7 separate regions of the Mus musculus genome follow, and regions 1, 2, 3, 4, 5 and 6 are each linked to region 7. The links are chromatin contacts, called in public promoter capture Hi-C maps. All regions are on one chromosome and are shown on one strand. Each heading gives the region's core, a stretch centred on a gene start, on an enhancer-like site or on the middle of the called end of the contact. The rest is flanking DNA. Distances are from core to core; before and after follow the strand shown. Region 1 holds the start of Mtfr2 (mitochondrial fission regulator 2). Region 2 holds the start of Akap7 (A kinase (PRKA) anchor protein 7). Region 3 holds the start of Bclaf1 (BCL2-associated transcription factor 1). Region 4 holds the start of Pex7 (peroxisomal biogenesis factor 7). Region 5 holds the start of Epb41l2 (erythrocyte membrane protein band 4.1 like 2). Region 6 holds the start of Med23 (mediator complex subunit 23). Region 7 holds the start of Tbpl1 (TATA box binding protein-like 1).

Evidence for each region. Promoter capture Hi-C pulls out the DNA fragments that hold promoters and counts their contacts. Capture Hi-C pulls out chosen DNA fragments and counts their contacts.
Region 1: a contact with region 7 is called in a promoter capture Hi-C map of liver, with 2.8 times the contacts expected there. The contact joins the promoter of Mtfr2 here to the promoter of Tbpl1 in region 7. A contact is called at or near these places in 2 of 39 promoter capture datasets (liver and pre-B cells) and 1 of 9 other capture datasets (liver).
Region 2: a promoter capture Hi-C map of pre-B cells shows a contact between it and region 7, with 6 times the contacts expected there. The contact joins the promoter of Akap7 here to the promoter of Tbpl1 in region 7. A contact is called at or near these places in 5 of 39 promoter capture datasets (hippocampal neurons, liver, neutrophils and 1 more).
Region 3: a contact with region 7 is called in a promoter capture Hi-C map of pre-B cells, with 9 times the contacts expected there. The contact joins the promoter of Bclaf1 here to the promoter of Tbpl1 in region 7. A contact is called at or near these places in 5 of 39 promoter capture datasets (the 3T3-L1 cell line, hippocampal neurons, liver and 2 more), 2 of 115 datasets of contacts at active chromatin or transcription factors (astrocytes and extraembryonic endoderm stem cells) and 1 of 9 other capture datasets (liver).
Region 4: a contact with region 7 is called in a promoter capture Hi-C map of pre-B cells, with 5 times the contacts expected there. The contact joins the promoter of Pex7 here to the promoter of Tbpl1 in region 7. A contact is called at or near these places in 4 of 39 promoter capture datasets (the 3T3-L1 cell line, hippocampal neurons, liver and 1 more), 1 of 115 datasets of contacts at active chromatin or transcription factors (astrocytes) and 1 of 9 other capture datasets (adipose tissue).
Region 5: a contact with region 7 is called in a promoter capture Hi-C map of pre-B cells, with 4 times the contacts expected there. The contact joins the promoter of Epb41l2 here to the promoter of Tbpl1 in region 7. A contact is called at or near these places in 2 of 39 promoter capture datasets (the C10 cell line and pre-B cells) and 1 of 115 datasets of contacts at active chromatin or transcription factors (astrocytes).
Region 6: a contact with region 7 is called in a promoter capture Hi-C map of pre-B cells, with 6 times the contacts expected there. The contact joins the promoter of Med23 here to the promoter of Tbpl1 in region 7. A contact is called at or near these places in 3 of 39 promoter capture datasets (hippocampal neurons, liver and pre-B cells).

The regions. Positions count from the first base shown.
Region 1 is chr10:20,345,616-20,349,197 of GRCm38.p6, reverse strand. Mtfr2 (mitochondrial fission regulator 2) reads right to left here and starts at 1,379. Exons shown (of 7, transcript NM_027930.3): 1 at 1,275-1,379; 2 at 763-863. The coding sequence starts at 1,287.
Region 2 is chr10:25,295,016-25,298,681 of GRCm38.p6, reverse strand. Akap7 (A kinase (PRKA) anchor protein 7) reads left to right here and starts at 1,603. Exons shown (of 8, transcript NM_001379238.1): 1 at 1,603-1,754. It overlaps Gm40617 (predicted gene, 40617), which reads right to left and starts at 73. Exons shown (of 6, transcript NR_166644.1): 1 at 1-73.
Region 3 is chr10:20,311,157-20,314,714 of GRCm38.p6, reverse strand. Bclaf1 (BCL2-associated transcription factor 1) reads right to left here and starts at 2,246. Exons shown (of 13, transcript NM_001025392.1): 1 at 2,111-2,246.
Region 4 is chr10:19,905,233-19,909,032 of GRCm38.p6, reverse strand. Pex7 (peroxisomal biogenesis factor 7) reads left to right here and starts at 1,359. Exons shown (of 10, transcript NM_008822.2): 1 at 1,359-1,574; 2 at 3,131-3,188. The coding sequence starts at 1,460.
Region 5 is chr10:25,357,926-25,361,894 of GRCm38.p6, reverse strand. Epb41l2 (erythrocyte membrane protein band 4.1 like 2) reads right to left here and starts at 2,097. Exons shown (of 20, transcript NM_001199265.1): 1 at 1,914-2,097.
Region 6 is chr10:24,868,394-24,871,888 of GRCm38.p6, reverse strand. It overlaps Med23 (mediator complex subunit 23), which reads right to left and starts at 1,903. Exons shown (of 30, transcript NM_001166416.1): 1 at 1,743-1,903; 2 at 1,404-1,435; 3 at 1,138-1,225. The coding sequence starts at 1,790.
Region 7 is chr10:22,730,025-22,733,442 of GRCm38.p6, reverse strand. It overlaps Tbpl1 (TATA box binding protein-like 1), which reads left to right and starts at 1,996. Exons shown (of 7, transcript NM_011603.5): 1 at 1,996-2,327.

The sequences.
Region 1 (3,582 bases), core at 130-2,629, 2.4 Mb after region 7:
TACAGACTAGCCTATAGCCTGACTTTTGGAAGGCAATTTCTCAATCAGGGTTCCCTCTTCTCAGATCATTACAGTTTGTGTCAAGTTGAAATGAAACTAGCCAGTCACGATTCATCATCATTGAGGGAAGTCAGGCAGGAATAGAAGCAGAAACCCTGGCTCAGGCTCAACTAGCTTTCTTATACAGCTCAGAACTCATTATCCCAAGAATGGTATCCTCCACAGGGCTGGGCCCTACCACAACTATGAACAGTAAGGACACTCACTTAGAGACAGGGCCACAAGCCAACGTAATCTAAGCTATTTCTTGAGGTTCCTCTCCCCATAAGACTCTAATACCGAGTTGACAATAAAAACTAATCAGGGCAGAGAACATGTTCAAAATGGCACACTGTCCATCTGTAATCAGCCATTGGTAGGTGGTGGTGGGTGGTAACACCCCTGAGCAGGTGGCCCTAATTTTTATAAGAAAGCTGGTGGAACAAGTCAGTTATCAGCATTCCTCCATCAGCTCCTGCCTCCAGGTTCCTGCTTTGTTTTGAGTTTCTGTCCTAACTTCCTCCCATTGGTAGGGGGGGGGGATCAGGAGCTCAAGGAACGCCTGAACTGCATAGTGCCCTGCCTGGCTCAAAGAACAAAAACGACCCAAGAATAGCAGCAAAATCCAGACTTTTAGCCTAAGCTGCACCATATCCTGTCTCAAAGCAACGACAATAACGAGACCCAAAAATAAAGTTAGCAAAATTAATAAAAGACTTTTACCTGGTCTACGGGAACACCAAAATATTCCAGCACGTTTCTTAATATATTTAGAATGAAAGACATTGGTGAAGGAAGTTCAAGAAAACGCTGTTCGTTGGTACCTTAGAAGAGAAGTTATCAATTATTACTCTTGACAGGTAACTGCTACATAGACCGCACTAAGGAAACCACAGAGACCTTTCATGACACCATCAAGTGATTGCTCCTGGAGAGCTATTATTTTGAAGAGAGACTTAAAAGGAAAGAAAGAGCACTTTACTAAATTCCATTGCTATCTTACCGTGTGTGTGTGTGTGTGTGTGTGTGTGTGTGTGTGTGTGTGTGTAAAGGGATTGACAAGCAAATGTGCGACAGCCAAGATCACCATCCCTGGAGCTCTGCTGCCCCTGGAGAGAACCGCCCAGCCGCTCTCTTCACCCCGCGAGGAACGCCACCCGCCCGCGCTTCCGTCCGTCCGTCCGTCACCGGCCACCGACCGGAAGCCGAGGCCTAACGGAGCCCGTGCCACTCACCATCCCGCGGCATTGCACGGCGCCAGGCGGCCGGGGAAACTCTCCGGACGCGACCTACAGCCGCAGAGTAGCTTCTTCCCGGAATCGCTCGCCGCTTCCGACTCGACCCCAGCCTGGAATATCAAGCTTCGCGGGCCGGAGTTCGGAGTCTATCCCTATTGGACGCCGCCGGAGGACGCCGCCGGTGATTGGAAGGGTAAGAGCCAATAGGCGCATTCGAAAGGCGCATGCGCACCGTGCCCCCAGCATTCGGAATTGTGTCTTCTGCCTTTGCAACTTGTGCTTCACTCAGTCCTTTGCCAGTAAGGTGTCAAGCCTTCCCAACATTCAACAAAGAATCCGCCCACTTGTAATTGTTTAGTCATTCTGCGAAAATATCTAGCCGTTATGCTAAATGCTGGGATTACTCATGTTGAGCCACACTGTCCAGTCTAGTTGTTTACATGTCTTAGTGTGTGCACGCTACACATGCACATGCCAAAGTACCTGTTTCAAAGCCAAAGGACAATTTGTGTAGGATCCACGGATAGAACTTGAGACCTCAGGTTTGGTAGCAGGCTGCTTGAGCCATCTCGCTGACCCTAAGGCTTTTTTACACCTTTACCTTTCAAACTTTTGAAAGCTAATGAAAAGCAAAAAAGCTTTAATTAATCAAAACCAAAACAAAACCAAAAAACCCTTGTTTTGTATTGACAGTAAGAGATTATGGAAAGCAGAGTTATATACACTGGTCATAGCTATACTCACCACAACCCAATTCACAAATTGATATTTAATTGTAGTAATGTATTTAATTACAAAACCTCAGTTAAATAACTAAAGATTTGGCATGTCATGAGGACATGAGCATTAAGTTTTGAAATTCTTACATTTTCTTTTCCTTTCTTAGGAATGTTTTAATAATCTTAACAATTGCTGGGAGTGGTTGGCGCATGCCTTTAATCCCAGCACTCGGAGGCAGAGACAGGCGGATTTCTGAGTTCGAGGCCAGCCTAGTCTACAAAGTGAGTTCCAGGACAGCCAGGGCTATACAGAGAAACCCTGTCTCAAAAAACCAAACAAAACAAAAAACAAAAACAAATTACATATATATAAATATATGTATATATATAACATATATATATGAATATATGTATATTCTTAAAAAATAATAAGGCTGGGCATGGTGGTGCACGCCTTTAATCCCAGTACTTGGGAGGCAGAGGCAGGTGGATTTCTGGGTTCGAGGCCAGCCTGGTTAACAGAGTGAGTTCCAGGACAGCCAGGGCCACACAGAGAAACCCTGTCTCAAAAAAACCAAAAATAAAAAATAAAAAATAATACAGCATTTCTGAAAAGAAACAACCAAGACTGTATAAACTCTCTGGAGAAATGTGTTTTTTGGTTTTTGGTTGTTTTGGTTTGTTATTAATGTTTTGGGACATGATCGGAAATTAAAGAAAGTTGGCTTTGAAATGCTGCCTTTCCCTCATTTAAGGATCAGATCAACACAGTTCCTCCAAGTCTGTCCTAAGTGTGTGTGTGATGTCTTCTGAGAAGCCACCGCGGGTGCCAGCAATAGCATAAACTGTTTTTGGAGTCTCTTAGATTCAAATGACCAACAACTTAAGTTTCTCATATCCAGTACTGGATTTTTTTTTCCCCCACTATGGCTCTAATGCAGAGCATTATCGCTCCAAGTGGCATAATTTCATTTAAACTATATAGGTATGCATGCACATACTTACTATATCATATGCAAACTTAGTAAATATAAAATTATTCCTTACAGCTTTTTCAAATATTTAGTATTTATCCCTTCTCCATCTGTTCCTGAATTGCACCTTCCATCTATTTTTTTTCTACTTCTTCCTTCTGATCACCTCTATCCTGCCATGCAGAGTGTTCCAAAGAAAGCAGCCATTGAGCAACCAGAATTGGGAGCTGTGCCAGAGAATACAGGTAGGTTATATGTGTCTGAGCCATTTGAGCTGGCTAGTGGATCCTTGGGAGTAAGGGCTCTGTGGTCTGCCAAGTCCTCTAATAAGTCAAAGCTATCTGGGTTAGAAAGGTGGCTCAGCAGTAAGAAAATCACACTGGCTGTTCTTCCAGATGACCTGGATTGAATTTCCAGCTCATATACAGTGGCTCACAGCCAACTCTATCTACAAGGATCTAATCCACTCTTCTCACCTCTGCAGAGACATCGTACACATGGCCATGAAGGGCATAAACCATCTCTGGTGGCTGGGAAAATGGCTTAGTGGCCAAGAACACGACTGCTCTTCCAGAGGACTTGGATTTAATTGCCAGCAACACTTGGCAGTTC
Region 2 (3,666 bases), core at 354-2,853, 2.6 Mb before region 7:
TAGAGAGCTTTCAGCTCAAGTTTGGTGTGGGTCTCTGCATCAGCTCCCATCAGCTGCCAAAGGCAGCCTCTCTGATGACGATTGGGCTAGGCACTGATCTATGAGTACAGCGGAATATCATTAGGAACCATTTGCGATTTTCTTTTTCTTATCAAAGGTCTCTGGGCTGTCCAGCCTCTGGTTCCTGGTCATGCTGTAGTATCAAGCATGGGCTTCCTTTTGTGGCGTGAGCTTCAGACTAGAGCAGTCACTGGTTGGCCACTCTCCCAAGATCTTTGCCTCCTTTGCCCCAGCACATTATTTCAGACAGGGTAGATTGTAGGTGAAAGGTTTGGGGGCTGGGTTGGTGTTCTGGTTCCTCCACTGAAGTTATATCCCAAGGCTAAGGATTACACCACAGATGTGTGGTTAAAATAGAAACACAGCGCTTTGGTTTTGTTTTGTTTTTAAAAGGAGGGAAATCCAGGAGTGGGCTCTTGAGCTGAAGGAAGACACCTCGCCCCCAAGCATCAGACCACACATGAGGTGCAGAACCCACGTCTCCCAGGTCTGTAGCGTCCTTTGTGAAGCCCGAGGAGGGGGGAGTGGGGGTAGTGCTCTACTCTTTGCAAACTGGCTGTCAACCTTGCTGTGTCAGTGCACTGCTCCTACTCCCCAGTTACATAAATACACCTTTAAAACAGAGTGGGGAGTAATCCTTACAAAGAGAAATGTATAGTCTACTTCCAGCAGGAAAAGGGAGGGCAAAGAGTTGTTTCTCTGTCTACTGCGTAAAGTAATCCTTATGCTTAAACGTCTTATCTGTACCCTGTCCAGTCCAGCTAGCATCGGCTGGCCTTTGAGGATCCTCTTGCCGCAAGCTCCCTTACTTATTTTTCGTTCTTTCTCTGTGATTAGATAGCCTGCTCCTTTAAAAAGACCGTTTTCCGTGAAGATCCACAAAAAGGGGCTAAGCAGGGAATTCTTCAAAGTTCCCTACCAGCTTTAAGGGCTACAGCTGTGGAGAAGAGACACACCACCATATTTTCTTAAATTAAAATTACATTCCCCAACAAACCAGCAGTAATACCACCATTTGCCCCCAGCCCGGAAAAAAACAGTAGCATTCTTTTCTACAAGACATATTCATATTTTAACTATTAAAAAAAATAGTTTTCTCTTATTTTATTCAGATACTGAGGAGCCTTGCCTGCAAAAAATTTGTAGATGATTTCATTTAACAATTCCAACTTTTAGCTCTTAAACTGCTGTTGAAAATGCTACTTTTGGGGGGGGGGTAATGGCAAGTAAATAAAAGCATCTCATTATAGCGACGTTCAAGGTCTCGCTATTGTATTGTACATTTTGCTCAGCCCGCCTATTTTGCAATCAGATCTGTGTTTCCAAAGCTCCACGCTAAAGCAAACACACGGGTTCTCAAGGGACAGCGGGCCAAGGAATGCTCTCTGGATCCCTGGCTCGCCCCTCCGAGCGTGGGACGGGAAGGGCCGCGCCGCAGGAAATAACCGAGGGCGGCCAGAGGTCGGAGCCCGAGCCCAGCACGGCCCCGGGGACCGCCCCGATCCGGGTATCCACGCCTCGCCGGGCCGGCCCCTTCCGGCTCCTCCTGAAGCGGCGGGTGCCGGGGATGCTGCGACTCGCGGGGCGTTGCGCCTCCGCAGGCCTGGCCGCCGCGGCCCGCGCCCCCGCCGTCCCGCGCGCCCCGGGCCCGCGCCTCCGTCTCTGCGCCGCGACCATGGAGCGCCCCGCCGTGGGTGAGAGCGCTCCGCCCTGCGCGCCCCGGGGCGGCCTCTGCCGTGGGGCGTGCTCGCCCGCCCCGCTCCGCCTCCCAGGCCGCCCGCAGCCCCACGCCCCTCGCGATCGACCCTCCCCCTACACCCTGGGCATCCCGGTCCAGCCCGGTAGTCCGGGCAGTTTGGTTGCATCCGTGGGTCTCCGTGCACCACTCCACTCCTCGAACCGAAAGGGGTGTACACACAAGTTGTTGTTTCTCTTACCTCTTCCTATCTTGTGACCCATGACCCAGAGTTTTGCAGCACATCCTTTCCTACTGTGTTGGGGAGGTTAACAAAATCAAGGGGGGAAAAAAAAAACTCCGTTTTATTTACCTAATTATTTTTTAAAATGGCAAATAGAAGCCTCTGAACACTGTCTTGTCTCATTTAGGGTTTTACTCGAGGCTTGGCAAGGCACACTTTAAAACGGGCGCCAATCTGCTGGCGCCCAGGATGTACTTCAGCTTGGGTCAACTTTCGTTGTATGCTGAACCTGGGTAGGAATTAGAGGTTGGACTCGGAGGGAAAGGGACTGGGAAGTAAGGGGAAAAAGGTGTTCTACAAGAACACCTACATGTATACAAAGCGTAAGAATATTAAAATAGGCAGTCCAAGCATGCTATGTAAATACTTTATATGTATGTAAATATAAATCAGGTGAATAATGTACATGCGTTTATAAATTTCATGTGAATGCAATTACTCGTATCACGTGAGGAGATGCCCAGAGTGTCCCTGCTTGAGATGTTTTTATAAGGTTACAGGAGTGTGGGTAATAGGCAGAAGGGAATAGGGTAATAGTTGGAAAGAGAGGACTCTTCTCACCTTTTTACACCGTGTGGCTTTGCAGTTTGGGATGCTGTTAGCGCATCGTTTCCCTATAGTGACAAAGCTTATGGCACTTGTCCAGTTTACTGGGTCCTTCCATTCATGTAGTGTCGATTTGTCAATTTCTCCTTAATAATTTGGATTGCTCCCTCTTCATGAGGCGCAAATGGAAGCACACTGGGTAAGTGGCCTGGTTGGCATGAAGTTTAAACATTTCTGGAGACCTACTCTGCTGTTTTACGTAGCTAGTCGAAGTAGATAGACCGTAATGAATGACAGGCCCATTCCATAGCTGTTTACAGTGCTGGGGAACCAGAAGAGAGTCTTGCCCAATGAAGGTGTGTTTTGTTGTTCAGATAGGAAACTTACTTTGTAGGACTTGGGCAGTCTGTCTGTCTGTCTGTCTGTCTTTTTTGTTTTCTGTTTGCTTGGCTTTGGTAGTGTTTGCTGAAGTGTCCCTGTGATCTGAGGATTTGAATGCATTTACTTTCTTGGCTTGAGAAGATTCTTTACATACATTCATGGTTTTTCTTACAAAAGCAATATTCACTTTAGAAACAACCTAGTACAGTGGTTGGAAAGTATTTGGCATTCAGAAACACTTCAGCTTTTATTCTTCCTTTCCTACCCGTACGTCTTGGGAACATGCAGTTTTCTAGCTACTTTTTGACTTATGCTTGTTTTTGTAACACTGGGGATAAAGCCTAGGGCTTTGTGTATGCTAAGTCAGCATGACCTTGACTGCGTATCTGCTTGTTAGAGAGTCGCCTTTCCCCCTGTTGTTAGACTCCTCATACCGGTGGTTTTCAGTCACCAGAATGATCATGCACTGTTTAGTTGTTTCTCTGTTAGACATTTAAATTAGTTCCCCTTTTCTCTTTGCTTCAAGCAAGGTTGCGAGGAGGCCTGTTTGAGTGTATGTGAGAGGAACCCAGATTTCAGTAAGACATTTAGGCCATCTTCCGTGCTTCTCACCTGTTGACCCATTGCTTCCTGCCTCAGTTTACAGTGCTGCCATCAGTATATGGTAAAGAGTGATTCTGGAAACTGTGGGTCATGTGAC
Region 3 (3,558 bases), core at 997-3,496, 2.4 Mb after region 7:
CAGTACAATTGCTACCCAGAGATATACTGGTCTTCTAGATTCTCTCATTAACCAATCATAAAAATTACACAGCAGATTTCAGATAGTGGATAGTATTCCATCAATGATTTCAAATACAGTTCCTGGGAATTACCAATCAAAAGATCTATATAAACAACTGGAAAAAGCTTTCTCCACTTATTTTACATCACAGATAATCTAATGCAGCTTAGTTTGCTTGCTCCCCACAATAAGTTTTTCAATAAATTCAACTAGATACTAGCCTAAAAAGCAGTGCTTTTTCCAGATCGGCTTTCAAGTCCTAAAATTAACTTCTGCTTTCTAAGACAAAAGTCAACTCTAGGACAGGGGATATGCTTAGCTGACAGAGCTTTTCAGCACACACAAAGCCCCGGGTTTGATTCTCAGCACCACATACACTGGGTATGTATGGTGGCTGGAGCCTGTTATTCCAACACTGGAAATCTCAGCTGTTTACTAAAAACGACTTTAGAGACATCCTTCCCAGCACACTACCCTGAATTTGGTTAGAATCACACAAAAAATGCAAACTGGTAAGTCTTTAAAGGTCCTTTATTGCGTAACAGTACCAACTATCCCAGTTAGGGCTAATCTAGAATACAAGCTCATAGTGAGGACAAGACATTTTGTTCTACGATTCCCTTTTAATACAAAAATATATATGCTGTACCAACAGGATGTGAGTCTGAAGTGACTAACAGGTTTTTTTTCCCTTTCAATTTTTCTCCTTTTCAATTCTAATAGAAAACTTTAAATTTAAAGGTAGAAAGTACAGGTCCTCACTTTAACTAGATAAACTTAAAATATGTTGGGTATGAATTTGCACATCTATAACCCAAACACATATATACATGGAGAACCCGTAGTTCGAAGCCACTTGGACCCAAGAAGATCGTCTAGGGTACAGAAATCCAATATTCTGGTCACTCCCCAGACCAAGAAAACAAATCTTAAAACTCAGCTGGGGTGACGAAGAAGTGACGAAAAAAAAATACTATTATCCCACCACTCCCGAAGCTAAGGCAGGAGATTAACTGGGAGTTCAAGGCCAGCACTGAGTGACAGAACTATAACCTTCTTCCTTCACCCATTTATCCCCCCAATCACCGCTGCCAATATCCTCAATTTCTAAAGTGTGCTAACTCTTACCAAAAAAGGTAGCCGGGGCGGTGGTGGCGCACGCCTTTAATCCCAACACTTGGGAGGCAGAGGCAGGCGGATTTCTGTTCGAGGCCAGCCTGGTCTACAGAGTGAGTTCCAGGACAGCCAGGGCTACACAGAGAAACCCTGTCTGGAAAAACAAGAAAAAAAAAAAAAAAAAAAGGTATGTCAGCGCTTGGATTACTGAGAAAGGGCCCCTCTCTTAGTCGCATCCCGCTAGAAACTGGAACTACGCACCTACTGATCGGCTACAACAGTGAGTTGGTAGGGAGCCAAAACGAAAAACTTTGGCGCCAACACCCAGGTGTCTGCTACAAACAGATCGAAAGCCTTCATCTGATTAAGCCTGGCCTAAACCGACATATGTACCCCATAGAGGCGAGGGAGGCGGCTTAACCGCCACGCACGACGTGGCTGATTCCGTTGCTTAACTTTGTCGCAGCTCGCCGTTATCTCCTCCGAGTCCCAAAGGCTAGGACCAGGAAGGAAGACGCCTCCCCCAAGGCCAACAACAAGCAAGGCTCGGAAACTAACACACGCGGCGGCGTTGCCATGGGCAGGGAAGAAAGGGGAAAAAAGCACGCGTGCGCAGAGCCCTGGGCCGGGCGCGCGCAGGAGTCCCAGCCGAGGCCGTGGGGGAAGGGTCGGCGAGCGGTTTGCGCACGCGCACGCCGAGGCCTCCCGGGCTCCGGCCCCGAGCCAGGTTCGCAGCCCGGCCCGCTGGTGGCGCAGCTCCCCCATCCCCCCACCCCGGCGGCCCGCGGCGCCTTCCAGACCCGAGGGAGCGAGGAGGAAAACGCACGAGTAACGGCTCGGGGTCCCCGTTCCCGCCGCCGACCCGTCACCACGCGTCAGAGTTGTCGATACCCAACCGCCCTGTCGCCTCGGCTTTCTCCTTTGAGTGACTCGAATGCGGCGCGAGGCCTACCTGACACGCCGAAGCACGATGTGCGTGCAGGGTTTACCTCCGTGCTAACTACACAGCGGCCATTTCCCGACTCCAGAAGGAGAGGAAGACCATAGAGGCGGCCTCGTCGCGCTAGCTCGGCTCCGTCACTTCCGACTTGGGGCGTGGCCTTCCAGGCCGCTAAATCGCTAGGCAGGCCCCTCCCACCGTCCCGCCCAGGCGCGACTGGCGAACCGCGGTTGAGTGTAGCCCAAGGCTTTCTGGGAAGTCTCGTTGCCCGGTCTCGCGAGGTGTAGCCGACAGGGGGTGGGACAAGGGTGGGGCGGGCCCTGAAGGGCTGGCTGGCTTCTCCGCAGGCGGCTCGGCTTTGTTCGAAGAACAGTCGAGACTGATGTCCCCTGACTTCCGAGCCGCTGTTAGCGAGCCTGGCTCCTTCTGAGGCGGCGACCCAGAGCACGCCAGAAGCTCTCTCACTGAGGAAAAGGCCGGAAAACCGACGACGCAGGGCTGCGTCTGCCCGGAAGCGCCGTCCCTCGGACGCCTAACATGACAGTTACAAGGCAGTCTCTGCCGAGTGGCTTCGGGTGAACTCGCCCCCCGCCCCCTCCCGGGCCGATCGTGAGACTTGGATCGGCTGGGCGACTGCGTCACGGAATGGCTCTTAACTTCCCGGGCGCCGGAGCCTGGCCCCTGAGGCTTTCTCAGAGTTTTGTACGGATCCGGAAACCTCACGCCCTAACTGGATCTGCCAGAATCAGATTATAAACGAAGAAGCCAGGATTGAATTGAAGCAAGTTGCAGACATATTTACCTGCTGTTCTTACCAAAGCAGGACCACTCAAGGGACTAAAGCCGTTATTACGGTGTGATATTTTAGGACAACGTTAAATTCCTTGAAGGATTTCAAAGCTGTAATTGGCAGCCTGTCAGTTAAGTTCAGCATTAGAGTTTGATTCTGATCTTTAACCTTGTTCAGGGCAGCCTGTCCTCACAATCCACTCCACAGTGGAGGAAGTACCTGACTGACCAATGAATCCTGATTTTGATTGTATTTTAATTGGGCAATTGCTCCGCACCCAGCTCCCACTACCATGGTGGAAGCTATGATCTGCGCTATATGCGGGACCCTGATAGGTCTAAAGCATAAAGTAGGAGCTCAGAAAATACTTGTCAAGTAGGTGAGCTGTATTTACATGAAGCACAAAGACAGCACAACTGTGCTATTTTATATTAATGAGACAGCAGGGGCCAATAGCTCTTAATCTATTCAAAATACCAAAATCTAATCACTTTGAAGCTATTAAGTCCTGTGCAATTCTAGTATATGTTGGAAAGTTATCTTTTCATCTAAGGCAATATAATTTTTCGCTCATTAGATCCCCTGTGCTGGGCACTGAACCCGCAGAACCTGCCTGGTACGCGCTACACAATTGTTCAGCCACAGAAGTACACCTTCCTAACCTAACTTT
Region 4 (3,800 bases), core at 110-2,609, 2.8 Mb after region 7:
CATTGTCCTTATTTCAATAAACAATTCCTGTGTCTAGATAAGTACTATACTAAGAGTTGGAAACCATTTAAGCTTTTTGTCTTCATTTGACCCTTAAGCGTACCCTCTCCACACCTTTCCATAATTCTCAACAAAACACTATTACCCAACTATAGCATCTTCTGCTTGAGTTGTTGCTAAAGTCTCTAACTGTACTCCATTGCCAATCTCTAGCCTCCAGTTACTGTTGCTTGGGAATGATAACTCACTAAATGATCCATATCTGAAAACTTGCACAGATCTCTATTATTTAAGCTGCAGCACAGTTCCTTGGGCATGGGGTACAATACAAGAGTTCATGTTGGAGCATTTGATTTTCTCTCACCAGGTGGAATCTACCCAAAGTGCTCTTTCTCTATCAGGCTAGACTGAGTCCTGGCAGCTACCATCCCTTGCGGTTTTAGGTTTCCTGGGTTCTTCACCCTTCTCCTGATCCCACAATGGCTTCCAACTTTTTAGTTAGAGAAAGTCATTTGTATGAATTCACCCTAGATTATCTCCTTTCTAAAATGTTCCCTGACACCCTACCCTAAAAACATCTGTGTATATTCATCACAGCATCAATAGCATTTTGATTACACTTGACAGCTTTCAAGTCTTGTAATCTCTTGAGCTCAACCACGTATCCCAGTGGGTCTTTTGAATGCAAAAGTCTAGCACCAAGCTTGGTACATGACTTGGTCTGTGCAGGTTGACTGGTTTAATGATTAACAAGTCTCTTTCACTCTTCAGTGTTTGGTTTGGCAAACTGCACATTCATCTACCACATTGCATATGCTTGGCAAACATTTGAATGAAGAAATTAATGAGCCCAAGTCTTCCTTAATTACTGGAATATATCTGCATAGTGCAACTAACTACATAAAACCTATAGACCGCAAATTGCACATGATAATAGTCCTATCCTTTAACTTCATTGTTGTCTGGATTCAAATTACCTTGGGCAACCTAGTACTCCATTCGTTGCCCTTGGACTCACTAACTGCTTTCCGAGTTTGTTGTGGCTTTTATTTCGTAACCATCAGGAAAATGTCAGAATAGCAAAGTTTTAAAGTTCAAGCAATTAATAAAAACACAAGGTTTTTATTTAAAAAAAAAACATGGAGGTTGCAATTAAACGTGAACAACTGTCTGAAGTGACTCCTAGCGAGTATCTTCTCTTTTAGGTCTAGAATAATCTCTGAAAGACCAGTTGATTTTAGTTAGAGCAAATCATTGGATTTTTGCCCAAAAGAAAAATGGTCCTCGCGGCGTCAGTTCCCTTTTCTATGTAGCCCAATCAAAATCTAGGATTCCGGGCGTCGGCGTCGTCACTTCCGCCCGGCCTTCCTGGACTTTCAGTGAGCCGCAGTGGGGCACTTCTACCTCGAGACTGTTTCCGCGCTCGGGCCGGGAGGCCGAGTGACGGCGGGCGAGCGGAATGAGCGCGGCGCGGACGCTGCGGGTGCCCGGCCGCCACGGCTATGCGGCCGAGTTCTCTCCGTACCTGCCGGGCCGCCTGGCCTGTGCCGCGGCGCAGCACTACGGCATCGCGGGTGAGCGCGGGCCGCGCCTCCGGGGCGGGCGTAGGACGCGCCGCTGAGCGCGCGGTGCCGCCGCCACCGCCAGGGGGCGACAGAGCTCGGCCCTCCCTCCTAGGTCCCCCTTTCTGCGGAGTTGGCATTGGAGCCCAGGGGAAGTCTACAGCTAGTCCTTTCCCTTCTGTAAGAAGGATGCACTTGTCAGTACTTGCAAGGTGGAGTCAACAGAGCCACCAGTTCAAAGCCATCCTCAACAGAGACTTAGGGAGACGCTGGCCCTTTCTTGAAAAAGAAAAAAAAAAAAACTAGAAAATTCTGTGCTCGCTTTTAGTTGTTCTAGGGGAAGTGGATAAATGTGCAGAGATGTCTAAGTGCTCAAGCCATTTATTTTAACTTATACCCCATCTGCTGTTTATGCACAGGAGCAGTGTATGGCAAACCATTGCATAATGTCAGTGATCTGTAATACTTGTTTACTGCAGGAAAAAAATACGATTTCTGAAAAGTAGTGGTAAATAAACTTGTTTCCGTATAGTTTGTCCATTAGTGCTTAGTGCTTTCACGGTTGGGTTCACAGTTCTTGGCCATCAAACTTTAGACTTTTATAAAGGTTTCTTACAAGAAATTGGTATAATTAGGAATTGTTTTCTAGAGATTTTTTGTGTGTGTGTCTGAGTTTTTTGCTTGTATGTATGTCTGTGAACCATGCCTGGTGCCAGCTAAGGTCAGAAGAGAAGATTCAAAGAGGGTGTTGGATCCATTACTGATGGTTGTCAGCTGCCAAGTGGGTACTGGGATTAGAAGCTGGCTCTGCACATGGAAGGGGTCGGGTCTCTGACCTGACAGTTGACTTTTTTTTTTCTTCTTCATCAGTTACGTTTAAGTGGAAGATCTTTAACACTTTACCCACCTCACTGATCACAAAAACTCAAAGCGAAATTCTGTGAAGACTCTAGTTTGAACAGTTGAATGTGCATGTGAGCATAGTAATTAGTCATCTTACCTTGTAAAGTTCAAGTGCAGATTCCCTTTGAACAGATGTTAATGGAGTGTGAGATGGGGGAGAGAAAGAGACATTAGTCTTTCAGCAAAAATTATTGATTGTTGGCACATAACTGAAGTTAATGTTGTTTTCAACACCTGACCAACGAGTATATGGTATTTCCACATATACTGTCTTAAAATGCTGTGATTGGTGTGTTCTGCGTGTATCAGCAGGGGAGAACCACAGTCTTGGGGGTTTGTAAGCACAAGCCTTCCTTGTCTTCTGTTATTAGCTCCAGCTTGAAAGGTTTGCGTGCCTAGCACCAGGCCCGGTGTGAGTTGGCACTCTGATGCGTTTCCCCAGACTGGTGTTCCGATTCCAGTCTGGCCAGATGGTAAGTTGGATATTTAAGGACTGAAGCATACTATGTAACTTTTAATTGTTCTGTATATACGGTTGCAGTTATTTTATGGGAAATTTGTGGTAGTTAAAGCTGGTCCACAATGTTTAAGATTTCATCATAGATGACTCCCAGGAGGTTAAACAACATGACTTAGGGCTTTGTTTTGTTTTGTATTTCTTCTAGGCTGTGGAACTCTATTAGTATTGGATCAAAATGAATCTGGACTTCAGATTTTTAGAAGGTAAAGTGATTGACATTTCTGGTGCTGTGATAAGGCATCAAGATTAAGGCAACTTACAAAAGAAAGTAGTTACTTTAGGCTTATAATCTTAGTGGGTCAGGGTCAGAGTCTATAATGGTGGAGCAAAGTCATGGCTACAGGAACAGCTGAGAGCTCACATCTTGAGCCACAGATGGGAGGCAGAGAGATCCACTCTGGGAATGGGGCAAGTCTTTTGAAGTCCCAGAGCCTGGCCCCAGTGGCACACTTCTTCCAGCAATACCACATCTCCTAAATCCTTCCCAAATACTTGTATCACCTAGGGACTGAGTATTCAAACCTAAGAGCCTGTGGTGGCCATTCTCCTCAAACCATTATAATGGCTCTAATTATTAAGTGTACATATACAGTCAACCTCTGTCAAAGTCTTAATGCAGTTGCATTTTGAATATTTGGAACTAATAGGTTTTTAATTTATGATGTAAAATAAACTTTTACATTGGCATCATATAGAAATTATTTTTGCTAACTATGATTATGCCATGTTCTCAAGCTTACTAGTGTCTGCTTATAAATTATACATTTAAAACGTAAAACAGTGAGCGTCTTAGTAATTTAGTTTCCTTAAGCAAG
Region 5 (3,969 bases), core at 848-3,347, 2.6 Mb before region 7:
TGAAAATCTATTGCACGGCGTTAAATAACAGCTGAGCTTTGGATTCCTTTTAACAGTCTCCCTCTCATTAGACTTCAAGAGAGCTGATGGCTCAATCCAGCCACACTTTTTTTTTTTCTTGCACACAGTGTCCTACTTCTACTAGAGGTAAATGAGTGAAGAACTGTTAGGACTAGATCCTTCTTACAGGGGATTGTTTTAAAGGAGAGGGGACCGTCCTCTCCTGTTAATGAGCAGCCTCTTGTTCTCAATAGGCAGTTTGCAAGCAAGACCACTGCTGACTTCAATGGGAATTCTGCCTCAGAAGTGGAGAACACAGAATAGGATTAAACTGGGCAAACTTCACACCACTACTTCAACTCCTCCAGCTCTCCAAAGGGTACAAAGACCTCTGAGGTTTGATGGTGGCTCTCAAACCAAATTATTGAAATGATCGCCCTAGCCCTAACAGGTGACATAGCCTTTCTCTCTCTCAAAGTTATGTCAAACTAGCAACCTGAGGGGGCTGCTGGTGCCTACCAAGATCCAGGATAACATTGCAAGGCAGCCCACCAGGGGCTGCAAGACAAACCAGATTTCTCACAGCAGGAGCCTGCAAACAAACTGAATAGCACAGGAAAACCTGTACAAGCACTGCAACTTCTAAACTTCATCTCCCACAGCCAAGAAACGGATCGAGTTTTCCTCAAATCCACGGGAATGTCTGACAGGGTAGACTAAAATGTTGCTAATGCAGCGTGATAAGGCAATGAAGAATACAGAGATAATGAACTCCCAGAAAGAAAGAAAGAAAGAAAGAAAGAAAGAAAGAAAGAAAGAAAGAAAGAAAGAAAGAAAGAGAGAGAGAGAGAGAGAGAGAGAGAGAAGAAAAGAAAAGAAAAGAAGAAAGACAGACAGGAAGGACTGAAGAAAAATGAGTGGAGAAAACTGAGACCGTTTTTGTTTTGTTTTGTAGCTAATCACAGAAACAAGAACATACTGCCCTGCACACCCCACATTTCACATGCAACAAAGTTCAAGAAACAGAGAGAATCTTGATTCCCAAAGGAGGAAATGTAAGTACAACTCCCCTAGATGCCACCGTGCCTACCACTCTCCCAGGAACCTTAAAAATCAGGGACAGCTGTTCAGGTGACAGATTTTCTGAAGGGCTTCCTCATTTTGTAAGGAAGCTCCACGGAGACCACTCCCCAAAATAAGACACCGGGGGAAGAGGGCGCTCTTCTAACTTCACCCCAAATAAATAAATAAAACTTGGCCCCGCCTGAGGCTGGCGTCTGGGGACATTTAATGACTAACGTCCACCGCAGACGTCTGGGGTTGAGGATGGGGGATCCCGAGATGCCAACCTCAACGCCACCGACTCGGTTATTTCCTCCTCGTAGCCCCTGACCTGCAGCTCACCTAAACTGCTCCCACCCCTCAGCTGCCAGCGCCGAGAAAAAGAAGCCATCGGGGGCGGATGGCCTGGTGTCCGAGCTGGAAGGCTCGCCGCAGAAAACGTGCGAGGGTGTCTGTCCTCAGCTCCAGACCGCACAGTGGGCGGCGGGGACAGAGGGTCGCCCGCGTTGGCCCGACCTGCGGCGCGCGTGGGGCTGGGTGGCTGGCGGGGCGCGCTCCCTCCCCGACTCCCGCAGAGCCCACGCGCGCCGCGGGCCCGCGTCTGGCGACCCTCGGGAGAGAGGGCGCGGCGAGCCCCCGGCACCCAGGATGGAGCCGCACGCCTCGGCAGGGCCGGGGCGCGAGAGCCCGGGGACGCCGCCGCGGTCCCCGCCCGGGAAGGAGAGAGACGGGCCCGCGGCCGCCCCCTCCCCCGCCCGGGATGGCCGTCCGGGCTTCCTGCCGGGGTCCGCTTCCCGCCTGCAGCGTGTCAGGACCCCGCCCGCCACTCCGCAGCCCGCTCGCCTCCTTACCCGGACACCGCCCCTCTCGAGCTTGCTCGCCCCGGGAACGCGTCCCGTTCCAGCCTCGGACGCCGCCGGCCCTCCGCACCCGCCGCCTCCACCCTCCTCTGGGTTTCAAATTGAAATTCCCTGACTGGGGCCGTCAGAGAACTCTCCGCGCAAGCCCCGCCCCCTCCTGGCGGAAGCCCCGCCCTCGTCCCCCGCCCGGCACGCCCCGGGCGCGGAAACCCCCGCGGGCAGGCCACGCCCCACGGCCAAAGCCACGCCCCCGGCGCCTGCTGGCGTGGGAGGGGGGCCTTCCCGAGGGGTTCGCGCGGCTCTCGGGCCCAGTGCCCCGCCGCAGGGGTGCGTTTCGCCCTCGGAGCGACCCTGGAGATAATGACAGCCAGTGCACGTGTGCGAGGCGTTCTTTCTGAGTATCTTGGCCTTAAATGCCCTCTCAACTTCGAAAAGTTCTTTCTTCGGAGTGCTTTCACTAACCAAACCTTCACTGGATGCCTTTTTCGTGGTAGACGGTAGAGCAGGTCCAGGAAACCGAATAAGGAAAGCCGGGTCCCCCCTCAGTCTGCAGTGAAAGAAGTGCTTTCACAGGATAGGCTTGAAAAGAATCCATTTATTCTTCCTGTGGGAGAGGCAGGAGAGATTGGGTAAACCCTGTGGAGGAGAGGCGCTTTGATGCTCAGCCTTACTAGTCAGGATATCTCCCGGCAGAGAATTGAGAACCTAGCTTGCAAAGTATAATGGGGATAAGGCAGTGACAAAAAATTAAAATAAAAAAATACACACACGTGATATGTATATATTATATATATGAATGATATAGATAGATAGATAGATAGTGGTAAGTTTTACACATTAGTACAATTAGACCTCAATCTCTTCTACTTATTTCATCTTTTCTGAGCATTGCATGTCAAGCTGTCAGAGTGGCAGCCCACTGCCTCCAGCATCTTCAACCCCACCCTGTGTTCTTCTAGTCATTTGCTTCCTCCCACCTCTAATAAAATCTTTAATGATTCACCTCTGCCAATTTCCTTCCTAAACATTGTAAAATTAGCAAGATCAAATTAACCATCAGTAGCAATGCCTTGCGTGTGGATACTTCCCAGGTAATGGCACACATGCAGGTGTTTTATCAGCTGGTTCCTCGCTATGAAAAGGGTACCTACATCAAAAAGAAAAGAGTTGGGGAAATAAATTACTTGCTAGAATCATCCTTGTAAATAATAAAATTATTGCTATAATAGCATTTGTTGTGTGTCAGGAACTTGAGTTGACTTAGTTGACTTCAGTCCCAGACGCTAAGAACACAAGGAGAGTTTGATAAGCTGTTTAATGAATACTGGAATCCTGATTACATACATTTCTAGCATAAAGAAGGCTTGGAATAATTGGTGTTGCTTTTCTGTTGCTATGAGGAAATGCCTGAAACAGATAACTTTGAAGAGATTTCCTCATGGCGCCATAGGCTTCTGTCCTTGGTCACCCAGTCCTTTACTTTGAATGGGTGGCAAGGTATCACGGCAGGGACCACATTGAGCAAACTACCTCATGGAATCTGAGAAGCAAGAATTGAGAGACTGAGGTCCTAATATACCTTCCACTGACATATACCCAGTGACCTAACCTCCTCCAACTAGGTCTCACATGCAAAAGTTCCCACCTCCCCACAGTATCATTAACTGGGGACCAAGCCTTTCAACCCAAGACCTTCAGGGAAATAATTAAGACCTGGTCCACAGAGGCAGCTCCCATAAACCAAACTTCAAGATCCAGTACTTTCCAAGACATTGAAATTAAATATCTGTAATTTGGATTCCATACTAAGAATAAGACATATTTCATTTTTGTTTGAGACAGATGTTCACCATGTTGATCATGTACTGGCTGGTTTGGTGTGTCAACTTGACTCAAGCTGGAATTACCACAGAGAAAGGAGCCTCCCTCGAGGAAATGCCTCCATGAGACCCAGCTGTAAGGCATTTTTTCAATTAGTGATCAAGGGGGAGGGCTTATTGTGGGTGGCGTCATCCCTGGGCTGGTAGTCCTGGGTTCTATAAGAAGG
Region 6 (3,495 bases), core at 654-3,153, 2.1 Mb before region 7:
GGTAAGGACACATAACAATATGCTACACCGCTATAAGAAGTAAGAAAGAAACTGTAACTCAAAAAATTCCTTGAAATACCTTTAGAACTTATTATTAATGGTGAGAAGTACAGAGCTAACTGCTGACCAATACCTATGGTATATGGTGATTCTATAAAAATAATTCTGAGCCGGGCGGTGGTGGCGCACGCCTTTAATCCCAGCACTTGGGAGGCAGAGGCAGGTGGATTTCTGAGTTCGAGGCCAGCGTGGTCTCGAACTCAAAAAGCAGAAAATAATAATAGTAATAATAATTGTGAGCCTGAGGATGTAGTTCAGAGACGACTGTGTGCCTAGCATGTGGACACATGTTCACATGTTCGGAGACCAGTGTGTGAGGCCCTGTGTTCACCCCCCACACCCCAGCACTGTTTAAAGAGAAAAGAACGAAGATGGCTTTATAATCCTAGAACTCAGGACACAGAGAGACAGTCTTATAGCTAAACAGTTCTGGGAACACAAACTAGGATGCTGGCTTCAGACAGGAAGGGCAGGTGGCTGAGCTAGATCAGGAAGACGGCCAGCGTGTGGAGCTTGGTCACGCTTGCCTTATATATTTCAGGTTCACGTCAAAGCATGACCTGTTGAAAATAGAAAGTTTAAAACATGAACATATTGCCTTTAGGATCCATAACTGGGTGGCAAATTTTATACTAGCTCACAGGCACAGAAAGCCCAGCGGCTCACTTCTCTGTCTACAGTGCATCATGAGAAATACTACTCTAGTGGGGACTCTATCACAGTGTCTTTATGAGGACATATTTATAAATACTGGGCCATTTTTTGAATAGTGACATTTTTCTTTTACGAGAAAAGTTTAGCATATCTGTTTCCATTCAAAGCCAATTTATACAAAGAGGATAAAAACTACCTTACATAATATAACATAGAAGGAAATTTTTAAAACATTTCCCACTGCAATCTTATTACCTTGAACTTTTAACACAGGTTCTCCAGTAAGTACATTTACATAAAATGACAGCAGTCTTATTTTTCCCTTTCCTAAACGATCTTAAGAAAAAGATCAAAGAAGATGTAAAAAGTAAAAAGGAAGGCGTCAAACGTCATTAAGTGGATGTTCAACATGAAATGTCTCACCTGAGAAAGTCCACTCCAAAACTGCCGGAAGGCCGCCAAGCAGCTAATTAGTTTTGTTTTTTCATCCTCGGGGGTATCCATAAACATTCTGAAAAAACAAAAATCACATTATCTGCTGCTAGTTTTAAACAGGTACACATCCTGCAAGGTAGATTTTTTTTAACTCCTCAAAACCAACTTAAGTGGAATCTAACAAAGATAAATCTACAAACAACAATTAAAAAAACACACACACACACACAAAGATCTGCCTGCCACATACTCACCCTGGGAAGGCCTCTTCTATAATTTCTGTTTTCTGCAAACAAACAAAAACTAGTAAACGATCTGACTACTAAAAGGGGGCGGGGTGGGAGATGTCCCCGAGAGAAATATTCCCGGGCAATACAGATAGAGCACGACACTTTTATGGGGACCGCGGCGGGAACTAACAGCACTTTCTTAGATCTGGCAGCAGTCCGGGGATGGGGGGACCGCCACCCCGGTTCAGACGCCTATGTCAACATAGGGGCGGGAAAGGAGCTGGCCCAGGCCCGCAGCCTGGAGCCGCACGCAGCCTGCACTTCCCGGAGCCATGGCTCTGGCTTACGGACAGTGGCACTCACCACCACCTCCTCGAAAATGCTCTGCAGTTGCGTCTCCATCGGTACCATCGAGCCCCGGGCTCCCGGGGAACCCGGCGACAGACGGGTGAGAGCCAGGGTCGGGAAAGAATGGAGCGGAGGGGCGGAGCCACCAGCAGGAAGCCGCCGCTCTCTCTTGCTCTGTTACTTCCTTCGGTGCCAGGCGAATGAGCCCGCCCGGTGCTTACCCGTTACCAGCCCCTCTGAAATCTGTATCTCAGCCTGTTGGTTCCGCTCGTAGAGGTGACCCCGTAAGCTGACAGCGCTGCTTGATCCCGGGCAAGGCCACCCTCTCCTGGCTGGAGCCGGAACTGCGACCTGTTTGGAGTTTCATTTGCAGATCCGAATCACAAGGGCTGTGGCCAGAACCAAGTGGGTGACTGTCAAGAGCTGACCTCGTGAAGCAGTTGATACCACGTTATTCTTGCCCAATAGGACCCATGTCTTCACTATGGTACCCTCAGTTGCTAGCACAGTGATGGGCGTGTCGTCATCGTTTATTGAATGTTGAAAAAAAAAAAAAGAATAAACCCTTTATTGTTAATTCGCAAATAAGTGGCGGTACTAAGTACATCATTTTAAAACAATTTTCCCATCATCCTGGTAAATTTCTGAAAACTTTTTTTTTTATTGTCTTAGTATGAAGAAATTTTTGTCTATCCAAAGGCTATTCGTCAATGTTTTCTTCCAGAAACTTTGTTCTAGCTTTGGTATTTAAGTCCATATTTTTTTAATTGGTTTTCATGACTGGAGATAAGTTCTCACAGGACTTTTCCCTCTTTGGGGAGATGTAAATAAATGTTTATAAACCCTAAATAGAGGACATTGACAGATTAAAGAAAGGATCTTGCCGGGCGGTGATGGTGCACGCCTTTAATCCCAGCACTTGGGAGGCAGAGGCAGGTGGATTTCTGAGTTCAAGGCCAGCCTGGTCTACAAAGTGAGTTCCAGGACAGCCAAGGCTACACAGAGTAACCCTGCCTCAAAAAAAAAAAAATCTCATTCAAATCCAGCTTGGTAAAACAATGAGCTTATTATAGTTTCTTATAGAAGCACGTGACTCGGGTACCCTCATTACTAGGAACTCCTACCTCAAGCATAGATGACTTACAAAAAGGCATACCAGTGTAGTACCCTCCCAATAAAATATTTAAATTTAACACAATGTTGGAGAATTAGAGGGGCTTCTGGGGAATCGTGTAAGGACCATCTTGAGTTTCCATGGCGTCTTCATTTTATTTTATAGTTTTGAGACAGGGTATTTTGTATCCCAAGTTGACCATGAACTTACTATGTAGCAGAGTGACCTTGAATATTTGATCCTTCTATTTCTCATGGCGAGAGATGGGACGCCCCTGAGACTATCTGCCAGGAAGAAGTGTTGGGTTAGGTTTCAGATTGGACCTGGGGTTAGGGTTAGGTGTGCTAGGGTTTGGGTTAGGATTGAACTCAGGGCTTCCTGCTTGCTAGACAAACAGTTTACCAGTAAAGACACATTCCCACTCCCATCTCTCATGTGGGTTTCAGGCAACTGAAGCTGCTCTGCTCTAACAGTGAAGCAGGCACTGCTTCCTGAGAGCTTATGGGCAAGAAGCTGGTGATTTTCCAGTCATAGTCTGGCAGAAACTTAGCTTCCCAACAAATGTAAATGATATCCAATCACTGTATATAGCATTGTTTACTGTACCATAGCTACTGAGATGAACTGTTTAATTTTCTAGTTGAAGAGTAGCCT
Region 7 (3,418 bases), core at 747-3,246:
CCCCTTTAGCAAACTTCTTTGGAAAAAATATTTACATTAAGATTCATACCAGTAGCAAAACTAGTTATGCAATAGCAGTGAAAATAATGTTTTGGTTGGGGGTCACCACAACATAAGGAACTGTATTAAAGGGTCTCAGCATTAGGAAGGTTGAGAACGGCCACTTTACAGTGAAGTCAACTAAAACTCTTGCCTCTTTAGCTGTCAGTGCTACAGTGTTAGTAAGATGTTTAGTTTAAGGTACCAGTCCATCATGGCTAGTAGTTCATGGAGCAAGAGTTCCCATCACCCTCCAGGAAGAAATGGGAAAGCAGGGATCAGGGCAAGCAATGTCAGCTAAAGACACACCCATGACCTACTTCTTCCCAGCGGGCCTCACCTACCTTTCATTTCCATGTAACAATGCTGTCATACTGTAATGGCTCTACTGAGAGCAATCCAGTTGTCTCTGAAGGTGCTATCATCGCAGAGAACACTTAAAAGTGCACTTTACTAATCATCTAGGGTGAAAGAATAATCCAATCAGCTAACAATCAAAACCAGCACCACAGCAAGTGGAACTTGCAAGCCAACTATATCCAATTCTATAAGGAAGGCTCCTTGGCTATAACAAAAGGCAGCCCAAAGTAGAGGGCACTTTCCAGGTATCCTGCTGGGCTGCCTGAAGGAAAGTATCAAAGACCTTAGAATCAGTCGCCATTGTTGTAAAATTGCCTTCTAAACAGGGCAGTAGCCCCTAAAAATAGAGCTTTTTCTGGTTATCGGTTTTTTGTTTTTTGTTTTTTTTTTGTTTTTTTTTTTTTTGTTGTTGTTTTTTAAACCATACCCCGTTGCTCTCCATTTGGGAGAGAATCCAAACTCCTGTCTGCAAGGTGCAGATGAGTTTGGGTCTTCGTTCCCCTCCAACTTTATCTTGTCACTTTCTCCTAGCTATACTCGCCATGCCCTATTCCTATTAACACCTCCACGCCCCAGTGTAGCCAGCCCCAGTGTAGCCAGACCACAACATCCTCTTTTCCTCTCCTCTCAGGGCCATCCCTTCTAAATCTGTCAAAATCAGTCACCATAGGCATGACTTTCTCACCCAGCTTCTTGTTCGTCCTATCCCACACAAAGTACACCTATTTAATATTGCTCAAAAAAATAAATAAATAAAAGTGAGAACTGAAGCAAATCTGTCCTTCAGGGCTTTAAAACGTTCGAGTGCGCTGTGTGTGTGTGTGTGTGTGTGTGTGTGTGTTGTGCGCGCGTTTTCACACTTTAAGAGTAGGGAGGAGAGATAAAGAGGCATCCTTGGCTATCCCTCAAATACTTAAACTTCCCTACTAGGTGTGCACGTCTAAACCCTGTGATGACAGTCTAAGTCATTCTCAAAAGGCCAAGTGGCTCCAGTCAGAGGCCAAGCCACCTAAGGAAACGGCTCACGTGACCTTTAACCCGCTGGCCTCCACCACCGGCCAGAGCGAGCCCACAAGGGCAAGAGCTGGGTCGCGCGGGCGGCTGCGCTCCGGCCGTTATGAGCCTCGCTCCTCGGGCAGCACGGCCCAAGCCATCCCGAGGGCGCACTCCGCCCGGTGCGGCCGTTCAAGCCAGCGAGTGTGCGTCGCCAGCGTCCTGCTAGCCCTGTTGCTCCCGCCACGCCGCCGGGGGCCCTCGATGAGTAAGGCCGGGATCCCCGTCACCCCGGGGTCACGACTAAGGGCCCAGTGGCTGCTAGCTGAGCTCGTCGGTACAGGCGGTTGGGTGCCAGGCACAGTTCTGGTTTACAGGAAAATGAAAGCCCATTTGTGTCATGCTGCTCGCCAACGAGGAGCTGGAAAATAAACCGGGGGCTTCAAATCCACCCCGGGCGGGCGAGCTCAGGGAAGCGCAGCCCGGGTACCCAGCGCCCTCCGGCCACTTCCGCCTCGCCCAGCCCGCGGGCAGGAGGAGGACTTCGCCAGCGGCTTCGGGAAGGCGGAAGGAGCTAGGGGTTGGGGCGGAGAGGGGAGCAGCGAGAACCGGAAGTGAGTGGCTAGCCGGGATCCCCGGAGCTCCTGGGTCCGGCGGCGCTCTAGCCGCCTCGTGCCGCCTCTATGCCCCCGTGCGTCTAGTCTATTTATTGTCGCGGGGGAAGCGGCGGCCGCCCTGTACCCGGAACAACAAAGCGAGAAACCGAGCTCGAGCCTTGGGGGGCTCCTAGCAACGGGCCTGGGCGGGAGTTCCATGGAGACTGGGGAGCGGACCCGTTTTATCTTCATCCTTGTCCTCCAGCTTCTTCTCCGCGTCCGACGCAACCAGCAGCAGCGCTGCCGCCGTGTCCTTTACGACCGCCCCGTCTTCCCACGGTAACCCCGTCGGCGGTCCGGGGATGGGGGTGCGGGGCCCGCGGGGCCTGGAGCTGCCGCGGGGCGTCTCCGCGCCGGTTGGGCTGCGGGGAAGCTGTGCGAGGCGGGGACCCGAGCACGGGAGCGCCGCGGGCCACCGGCTAGTGGAGAGGACGGGCCAAGCGGCTCGGGCATCCCAGTAGGGATAACGGGGTGGGGGTGGGGCGCGCCTGCCTCGCGGTGGAAGGCGGGCAGGGATGGACCGGGTTCTGGAGCCCGCTCCCGGGGGAAAGAGGGACCGTGACACTAAGCGAGGGGTCGGTGGCTTCTCGGAAAACTTGGAGCAGCTGCGCGAAGGCTCCCCTAAATAGCGGCGCCGGCGCCTCTCGCTTCTGGCACTTGCCGGGAGCCCCACTCTATAATAATAGTAGTGGCCGAATTAAGCTTCGGCAAGAAGGATCTGGAACGCGGGAAGATAGAAATGAATTGTGAATAGGGTTGAGCAGGGATGAGAGGTGGGAAGGTGGGGGGCGGTAATCGCTTCATAATCGTCTGGACGGGTCCTAGAAGTATATAAAATGGGAAATGACTGAAATAGAAAACACTCCCTTTGCTGAGCTAGCTGTGCATCTGCAGGCTCTGCCAGGGTGTACATTGCACCGAGTGTCAAGCTGCAGCCAGTCCACATCTGTGAGCTTTACTGCATCTGTCACCTGCAGAGCGAGACTGGCAGTGACTAGTGTGAGCTTGGCATACTTGTGGTTAAGAAGAATGGCTTAGAATTGCGACTTGTGTGTGAAGCCATAACAGATTCCCTTAGGTAATTGAAAAAGGGAAATGTAAATAAGGAGGGCATTCAATCTTCTGGCTAGAATTTGCAGTCTCTTTCCAAGTTTGAGAAAACAGCAGTCCGTTCAAATCAAGAAGTGACTTTTAGCACTGTCTGATTGAAAGAATTATTTAGGGTTTGGATACGCCCCGTGAAATATTCATCAGTTTGTGTTCTAAAGCCTTGCATCACAGACCACTGGTTTTATACTTTGCTAAACCATATTAGGTTGGGTGTGGTGGCACATGCCTGGGATCCCAGCCTCTGGGAGGCTGAGGCAGGA